2 separate regions of the Capsicum annuum genome follow, and region 1 is linked to region 2. The links are chromatin contacts, called in public Hi-C maps. All regions are on one chromosome and are shown on one strand. The core of a region is the stretch at or near the end of the contact, and the rest is flanking DNA. Distances in the headings are between cores, read along the strand shown. Region 1 overlaps LOC107854277. Region 2 holds the start of LOC107872079.

What was found. Hi-C and Micro-C count contacts between places; a contact is called where the count stands out from the background.
Region 1: a contact with region 2 is called in a Hi-C map of pericarp, with 2.8 times the contacts expected there. The contact joins the enhancer-like site here to the promoter of LOC107872079 in region 2. A contact is called at or near these places in 3 of 5 Hi-C or Micro-C datasets (leaf, pericarp and placenta).

Annotation. Positions count from the first base shown.
Region 1 is chr1:35,055,689-35,060,615 of UCD10Xv1.1, forward strand. LOC107854277 reads left to right here. Exons shown (of 5, transcript XM_016699288.2): 5 at 72-409. It also overlaps the pseudogene LOC107854274. Among protein-coding and RNA genes, the nearest start is that of LOC107854277, 15 kb to the left of the region's middle. Within about 2 kb of position 1,648, at least 3 of the 5 cell types and tissues checked have an H3K27ac peak or open chromatin away from gene starts, as enhancers often do. A contact at or near this core is called in leaf and pericarp, where this site is marked.
Region 2 is chr1:34,731,896-34,736,844 of UCD10Xv1.1, forward strand. LOC107872079 reads right to left here and starts at 3,353. Exons shown (of 1, transcript XM_016718886.2): 1 at 1,075-3,353. The coding sequence starts at 2,859. The coding sequence ends at 1,387.

The sequences.
Region 1 (4,927 bases), core at 398-2,897, 320 kb after region 2:
ACCTTGTTCCCTCTTTTATTATTGCTATATATGTAAGCTTAGAAACTAAGGAGATACCTCATGTTTTGTAGCTTCTCTTGGAGGAGGTTGATCAATTAGTACTGGAAATTGGTGATCTGTTGGAACAATCTCAGTATGGTGCGCCATGCCGCTTGATAACTTTCTTGGTACTGTAATCCCAAAAGAGAGGTAGAGATAGTGAACCCTTTTATTCAAATCATAGATGGTCAATGTTGGACCAATTCTTTGTAGAATTCTATATGGGGAAAAATTGTATCACAGAGTACGTTATTACTACACCTTATGGAAAGAACCTAATGTTTTGTCGTCGTGACAGCAGTTTTAGTTCTTAAAATTGAAATACCTAAGTTATTCTATGCTAAAATTCTCACTGGATTTCCGTTTTAAAGATCAATATCTTAATTTTTTGTCCTCGATTTATATAGTTTATTAAATATAGACATGTCAAAACTACTCCTCTTTCTTTCATCTCCATCTTCTATGTTAGTGCGATAGAAAAATGAATACTCGTTGCTAATTTGTAATTGATTTAGACTTAGAATGTTGAAGCAACTTGAAGAACACTCTTGTTGAATTGTGCTGAGCTTGATTGTTGAAGAAGACAAAGTAGGTCTATTGTTTTTGAAGACTTGGATCATTGAGAATTGTTGTGATTGGATATCAAATTTAGGTCTACTTTGAAACAAAAACGTGTTACTGAAAATTTTGAGCAAGTCTGGTGATTCGCCAAGTGTTGATCCGCAAGCTAATTTTTGCTAAACTTATTTAAATGTCAAACTTAATGATATGAAAGTATCTTATTTGTGCAAATGAAATAATATACATACTTAAAGACTTCCTTTTTATAGAAGTGGCACGGCTATTTTGTCCAAATCCGAAACCGTACAAATACTCTTAACATCAATTACAACTATCTTACAGCACAATGTCTAAGAAATATCAAAATTGCCCAAGCACGACGGCGAAGTCGTGCTTCCATCTCTTCTATATATAATAAAGTAGTAATACATACATATGGCTTGAGGTAGCAAATTAACAATGTAATAAGCGGCTTCCATCTCTTCTATATATAATAAAGTAGTAATACATACATATGGCTTGAGGTAGCAAATTAACAATGTAATAAGTTTCTTGTGGAAAACACAGAATGAATACCTTTTGTCAAGGATGTCTTTACAATAAAACCAACATTAATTCCATGAAAAAAGGAGGGCTTATATATTCTACCGCTCAAAGAAATAAAATATTGGCAAAAGATTATGTAGCAAAGGGGAAAAGGACTCTGCATGGGAATTACGAACAAAATTTCAGGATATAATTTTGGAACCAAGTTTTAGGATATAATTACGTTATACCCGGTTTTGATTGGAATTGGTACCATTGCAGAAAGGCAGAAAGTTACCTCTTTAATTTGGCTGATTATTCTCCTTTCCTTATTTGCTCCTCTTGCTTGTCCTAAAGGATGAGGGCGACTACTTGTATATAAGAGGAATGAAATTACTACTAACAAAATTGCAAGTTCCTTTTTTTGTAAAAGACAATCAAATGTAATGTTCCAATGCAGCCAGCCAGCTACGACATTCATGTGCATGAGTCAGTGGGTGTCACTTTTGAGCAATAGTTCATAATTAAGGAACGATTTTAAACTTTAAAAGTTGTTATCAAAGAATAGAAGTATAGGTAATAAGGCTTATAGTATACATGAAAAGGGAAACGTGTATAATCAAACTTGTCGCGATGCAAGTGGCTAACATATTATAGAATTTTTTATTTTTGGTTTTTGTTTTTTCATTCGGTGTCTAATACCCGTATTGGAGTCCGACTAATTCGAATTCGCGTCGGATAAGGCCCCATTCGAGGGGTAGCGCTCCCTACCAAGGAATTTTTCATACCCAAGGCTCGAACTTGAGATCTCTTATTAAGAGGAGCAGTTTCATCCACCGCGGCACATCCTTTGGTGGTAACATATTATAGAATTTGCTTGGCACTATTTTGTAGTTTTTTGGCGATTGAGAATATTTCTTTATTTATCCCAACAATGTGGGTGCTAAACACGAATGCTAACATATCATTGTTATCAGATTCATCTAAATGATACTTTTAATGCGGTGCATAAATTTCTGCATAAAAATTTAGAAAAAATGCAGTAGATATGAAGCCATTATCTTAAAAATAGGCTTAATAAATCAACTTCTTTAACTTGCTATTAAATATTTTATTTAAACATTTAAACAATGGCTTGTTCCAAATGAGCATTTGAACACATGATAAAATGTTCATATTAGACGTTTCAGTTCAAATTATGAAAAATTCTTTTGTTCGTGTTCTCAAATATCTGTTAGGTAGTTAAGTTAACCTCATAATAAATGTCATCTCCTTTAACTACATACTTCAACTCAATTAAAGCATGCTTGAGGTTTTATGGCCTATTTAGGATAATATGTAAGGAAAAGGCATAAATATCCCCTGAACTTGTTGCCAAAACTTACTTTAACACTTTAATTTTATCGGTAAATTTTATCTCTCTAAACAACTTTCGCGTGAATTATATTACCCCTTAAGGGCTGATGTCGCCAAAAAAAAAAAAAAGAGCACGTTTTAATTAAAAAAAGTAAAAAAAAAAAAAAGATGAGTCCACCTTTAAATTTTCAGCCTCTAATTTTTGTTCTTCCTCACACCCCACCATCCCCTCTCTTCTTCTTCCTCACAACCCACCCATCTCTTCTTTTTCTCCATTTTTCTTCACCACCATCATCAACCAACTCCAACACAATGTGCATCGAAAATATTTTTAATAAAACATGAAAAATTATAAAATATTTTCTAATATCATCCAAAATTCAATGTCAAAATTATAAAATATTTTCTAATATCATTTTTAATTCAATATCCAATGTAGATTAGTACTCATTAATTCACAGTTACAAAAGTGTCATATTTCCCTCTCTAAAACTGTGTGCTACCAAAATCCAAAGTACTATTATGCTAGTAATAATTTTGGGTAAAAGTATTACTCCCTTCTCCTTCCGCGAATTCGATGGACAATTCCACTGCAGCGATGTCAACGTCACAGCTGCCATTAATCGCCCAATTGAAACAATTAACACTTTTCGTTGTTAGCAACCTTACCATGAGTTGCACTGAGACGGGGAGGGAGGGGGGGGGGGGGGGAAGAAAACATTTTAAAAAAATTTATATATATATTTAAAAAATTTTTTTTGCAAGGATCCGACATGGTAATGATATGACGCTGACTTGGGGGCGAGTGTATTACACTTTTTATTGTAAGAGTGGAGTTACATTTTTGGGATGGTATATAATTCATGCGAAAATTATTTAGAAGGTAAATAAATACTGATAAAGTTAAAGTATTAAAGTAAATTCTGGCGACAAGTTGAAGGGATATTTATGCCTTTTCCCTAATAAGTATGATTAAAGTAAGTAATTTATCTACGTACTAGACACTTGAAAAATTTCCACAATTTTTTCTTCCCAAAATTTGAATCAAAACTGTCTAAAAACACTTTATTATGGGTTCAAATGCTCAATTAAAATAAAAATAAGGAAACACTACACATTATAGATAAAATAATTTAATAATTACATGGTATGGTTAGTATTTTAAAAAATTACAATTCATAATTAATAATTTTTAATAATTACATGGTATGGTTAATGTATATATCAAAGACAAGTGAAGTTTTTTCTCTCATAATTAATTTTTTGTTTTATCTCTTAGCTGATTGGAGTGTTTAGCGACAATAGATCATTCTTTTATTGGACGTTTTAGAGGCAGTATGTATTCCTCCTAATTCAACAGATCTCAAAATTTATTCTAACATATATTAAAGAATATTTTTCTTTCTATTTCTTCTTCCAAATTTCTGATATTTTGTGTTTTTCCCTACACATTCACTATATTTTTTCATAGAAGATTTTCTTAATTCAACTAAATTGTTATCGATTGTATATTATTTGTCAATTATATATGTGTATATGTATAAGTTGTATATTAATTGTATATATGATGTAATTGTATAAGTCGTATGTGTATAAGTCAATTGTATAAGTCATATATGTATAAGTCATACATGTCAATTGTATATGTCAATTATATAAGTCATATATGTACTAGTTGTTAATTGTATATGTACATCTATTTTTTTTTTTTCAATTGTATAGCTGAGTGTTTGTATATTATCATCATGTATAGTAAATAACTATATACCTGTATATATACATTTTACAGAATGTATATTGAGTATGTACATATACATTGTGCATAGTGTATATACAAATATACAAATTATTTTTTAATTCAATCATTATTTTCTTAATACAACTAAATTATTATCAGATGTATATTATCTGTCAATTATATATGCGTATATGTATAAGTTGTATATTAATTGTATATATGATGTAATTGTATAAGTAGTATATGGATAAGTCAGTTGTATAAGTTGTATATGTATAAGTCATATATGTCAATTGTATATGTCAATTATATAATAAGTCATATATGTATAAGTTGTTAATTGTATATGTACTTCTAATTTTTTTTTTTTTTTGTTAATTGTATATCTGAATGTTTGTATATTAAATAACTATATATCTGTATATATACATTTGCAAAAATGTATATTGAGTGTGTACATATACATTTTGCACAGTGTATATACAAATATACGATTCTTGAAATTATAAAAAATAAAAGAATGAGAAAAAGGAGAGGGGAGCGAGATAGAGGGATGGGAATGGAGGGAGGGGAGAGAGATGAGAGAGAAAAGGAGGAGAGAAGCGAGAAAGAGGGAGAAAAAAGGAAGGACTTAAGGTATATCTATATTTTGTAATTATGCAAACTTTAACAATGTCTTGTAATTATGGACTAAAAGTTACATATATC
Region 2 (4,949 bases), core at 2,103-4,602:
TCTAAGTATTAAAAAATTAATAATATTTGATTAAAAAAAAGGTAAAATAGATATAAAATGATAAGTTAACTCTTCATGTTTTAAATTAACTTGACGGCTTATATGAGGTATACTTAAAAATTTTTTTACAAGTATTTCTTATAGTAATTTTGCTATATCACTTCTAATTAGTTGTTGTGAGTCATTAAGACATGTCTACTTCGTTGCTTCAATCATAATTTTACTATATCACCATAATTAATTATTATGATCATCTAAGTATTATGAAACTTAAATTGGAATAGAAGAAAAAAATATTATACATCACAATAATTAAAACTTAAATTATTTTTAAAAAGTAATTAACTATCAATGCCACAAAAGCTTGGACAAGGAGAGCGATATATATTATTTAAAAATTCATAAAAAAATATTATAAATTACAATAGTTAGCAGCTTAAAATATCTAAAACAATAATAATTTGTTATATATTTCAAAAAAATACATAAAAAAAACTATATATCACAATAATTAAAATGAATTTTAAAAAATATTTGTTGAACCCATACCTTGTACGGCTTATTAGTAACTAGTAATATTATAAAATTACAGAATATTTTAATATATTTTACATATATTTAATTTAGAATCATCACCATTTAATTTTTTTTTTATACTTTTTATACCTTAATATCAAATCTAAATCAATCAAACATATTAAAATGAAGAATACTACAATTTTGACCCTTTCATGGTAAAATTTATTATGTTCAACCACAAAGATTGAACTTCTTTCACATGCAATTTTCTTTCATCCTATTATTACATAATGGCCTTACATTATTATACTTTGTAACATACTATAATTATATATTTTCTTGCTCTAGCACACTCTCTTTTTCAGAGATCTCTTCTGATTTTTTTCAATCATCATAAATATATAATTCAGACCAATTTCGACATGACATGATACTGGAAATCAAATTAATGCACTCACATTCAAAATATGAAACAAACGAAAGGAGAGTTATAAGAAAATACTCCGTATAAAATGATGTAAAGGAAGTACTTTTATCTAAACGATAGGAAAAACATAAAATGAATTTCAGAATTTTTTATTAATAACATCTTTATAAATTACAAATTGCAAGAAATATATAGATATAAAAAAGAAAGATAAAATGTTGGACAATGAAAATCTTCTTTTCTCTCCAGAAAATTTAAACCATTAAGGGACCGTTTGGTTGGGAACAAGTTATTCCGAGATTATTAATCTCGGGATAAGTTATTCCATCATGCATCTATGATAACTTATCGGTATAAATGGTGGAAATTATCATACCTTATACCTTATACCAAACCAGACGAATCCCAAGCGGTAAAAAAGAGAATGGTAAAGAAAAAGTTTAGCTCTTTTTCTCCACTTCACCGCCTTCTACTAAATAAGCTTTCTTCCTTCTATCTACACAAGTTGAGAGGCAAATCACAAGGAAAAAAGTGGCATAAATGGCATGAAATTTCCAGCTAGTCTTAGGTGGTTGGTGCAACACAGCCCTGTGAAACACTGTCATGTAATAATGAAGCCCAACAGAAAAGCCCACAATTGTCTGGGCCAGGCTTATAAACTTGGTTGTAGGCCCAGTCTTAGTGGAAAACACCAAGATGAGGTACATTAACAACATCAGAAGGTACAACACATAAGCAAGAGTTTGCAACAACTGTAAGCAAATGTAAGTGGATTGTGCAGTAGCATAGAAAAACTTCAATGGCTCTAAGCCAGTGACCAATGAAGATAGACAGAGGATGGAGAAGTAAATGGAGAGGTAAACTTGGATGAAAATGAGGAGTTTTTGGAGAGAGAAATAGGCTTTGATTTTATTGAAAATGAGAGAAACAAGAAGGAGAGGGATCAAAATGAATGCAAATGAGATTACAGAAGCAATTGTTGGTGCATATTTGTTTCCAACATAAGGTTTGAAGTTCTTGGTGATTTCTTTGTTTGCCTTGTTGAGGTAAACCTTTGAGGTCTTTGAAATTCTCTCCAAATCTGGCAAAAGGGTTTCTTGCAATTTGGAGGGCAAGTCTCTGAATTCAGTAATCAAATCATCATCACCATCATCATCTTCAACCCAGCTGTACTGTGAATTTTTCTGGCTTGTGTGTTGTGTGTTGGCTTTCTTGACTGTTGTCTGGTTTTTACTGGGTGGTGTTTTGGATTTGGTCTCACTGGTGTCTTTTTTCAATTGTGTTTCAGTGGCTTTGGCTGCTTTGTCTGTGGGCTGGTTTTTAATTGGGGTATTTGATTTGGTCTCACTGATGCCTTTGTCCAATTGGGTTTTAGTGGCTTTGATTGTTTTGTTCTTGTTCTTGGGAGAAGAAGTTGAGCTGATTTTTGGTAGATCTGAGGACTTGTTGGTAGTGGAAGAAGTGATTTTGGTTGAAGTTGAGGACTTGGAGGGAGTGGGATTGAGCTTCTGAAGTTGGGATTTGAAGGTAATTAGTTTCTCTGATTTGGTAATGGTAGAACTAGGATTGGTTTTATTCTTGGTTTGTGATTCAGAAACGGAAAGTTTTGATTTTGAAAGCTTTGTTTGGTTCTTGCTACCAGAGATAGAAGAAGTTTTGATTTGCTTGGTTTGATCCTTAAAAGAGCTACTAGTGGTTGATTTGAGGAGTTTGGTTTCGTTCTTGGAAGCAGCAGAAAGTGAAGTTGTAGTGATTTTCTTCTTAATTGGCTTTGGCTTATTCTCTAGCTCCAACATTCTTCTGCTTCTAACATTATTTGGGGGTTGGACCTCACTATGTGCAGGAATGAATGAAAGAGTGAATAACACAAAAACAAGACAAAGTACAAAAAGTACCTTAGTAAGTGGAGCCATATGTACTGAAATCTATGATGACTGATCTTGTTCTGAAGATCGAATGAGGCTTCTCCAAGATTGGATCTGAATTTTAGACAAGATAATTAAAAAGCGAGTGAAGAAAGGGGAAACATTAAAAAAAGGGGTGATAGATATTTGTAGGACTTTTTAGTGTGTGTGAAAAGGGGAAGGGGAGCAAGGTATAGGAGAGACTTTAATGCCAAAGTATATGTCACATGGAGCAAACAGACAAAGAAAGTATCCATATACTACGTACGCGTTTTGCCTCTATAATACTCCTTGTGTTTTGAAGTTTAATCATTCTTCCTATGAAAAGAGGGGAATTACTTTGAACTTTGAAGAATTTAGAATCTTTTTTTTTTTTTGTTTAGTTGCACATACTATTCATTTTTCGGTGCTGCACCCATATTGACACGATATGAATGTGGAATCGTTACTGATATGGTCAATGGTCAATTGATTTAGGATACTTTGACCAAAATCGATTGAGAAATTCAAGAGCATATAATAATTTCTGAAATCAAAATAAAAGATAGGGTGAAATCATAATTTAGACATACTTTACTTTTTATCAATAATAGATCTTTGTTGTAAAAAAGTGCGCAACCAGAAGGTGCTTTAAAGAACTTACCGTGTTTAATGTTTGTGCCTGCGGCATATTACAATGATATCTGCATAGGTTCAATTGCACGTCGCCTTGAGAAGAAGGAGGGTGGGCCGGTTTGTGTTTACATAATAGACTCTAGGTGTTTTGGCTCCATATCATGTGTTAGGTACCGGTAAGTGCTCCATTATCCAGCTCTCCTTGTTCAAAGTTATTGTTTGTGTACAAATTTTCATGGTTCTTTTCCATTGACTGCTCAGAATTTTTGTATTATGGCATCAACCTTCATGTTGTCCTTTCGTTTTAATCGTTGAAATTGGTTGCTAGGCATTTACACCACACAAAACAGAAACTTCTGATAGTTATTTATTTCTTTGATAAAATGACTAGCAAGACAGTGTCAAGTCGATGTCATCTTTCTCGATACATCTCAATGGTATTGAGCTGCTTCCGGTTTAGTTCACCTTCTTATTTTGGTGCGGGTGCAAAGCTGTTGAATCATGTCCCCGATCTTTGTGCCAAGCAGAATGTTAGCGTTATCTATTTGCATGATGCCATCAATTTCTATAAGAAATTTTGGATTTGAAGTTACTCTTAAAATCCAAAACTATTACACAAACATTACTCCACTAGACTGTTTTGTCCTGACCAAGTTCATCACTCAAACAAAGAAACAGAGTGTGAGCTATTTGATTGAGTCGTCTTGATCACGCCTTTACAATATCGTTGAGGTTCTGAGTCCCTTTTGGTTCTAGTGTTTTTCCTATTTACGGGTTATGTGCCCCCATTAATTTGTGACTCTAGACAGTGCAAGCAGGTTGATGATGGAAACACTTCTGTATCATAATGGGGGGCATATTTTGTTCCAAAAATGCAACAGGTCACGAGTTCGAGCTGTGGAAACAACCTCTTGCAGAAATGCAGGGTAAAGCTACATACAATAGATCTTTCTGGTTAGCCCTTCCCTGAACCCCGTGCATAGAAGGATCTTTAGTGCACCGGGCTACCCGTGCCGGAGCAATGCACTAAGAATTGTGCCTTGGCGAACATGCTGTCATAATCTAAAAACACACATGTTGGGTAATAAAAAACTTCTTGATAGAGAGCGTATTACCTAGTAGGTACCATTTCGAATTACTTGAGCAAGTGAATTTGAATATAGATTTCTTAAAGCAAATCTAATTTCAAATCTGAAGATTCTGTTGTTAATCTTCTTTTCTCCTTAGTTAATCCTGAAAAACACAATTGTCTCTGTCCATCACTATTATGCATTATAGTATCAAAATAAATAGTCAGTCAAGGAGGATAGAAATTTCATATATTATATCATCATCGATGACTAATAGTCGCGTAAGGTGAAATGAAAAGCAAAGATTTCTTTATCGTTCATTAGAGGTGTTGGATTTGAGTTTTAGGAACAAAAATCGTTGATCTAGAGTTTTAGGAACAAAAATTGTTGGTCTTTCTGTGTGAACTAGAAATA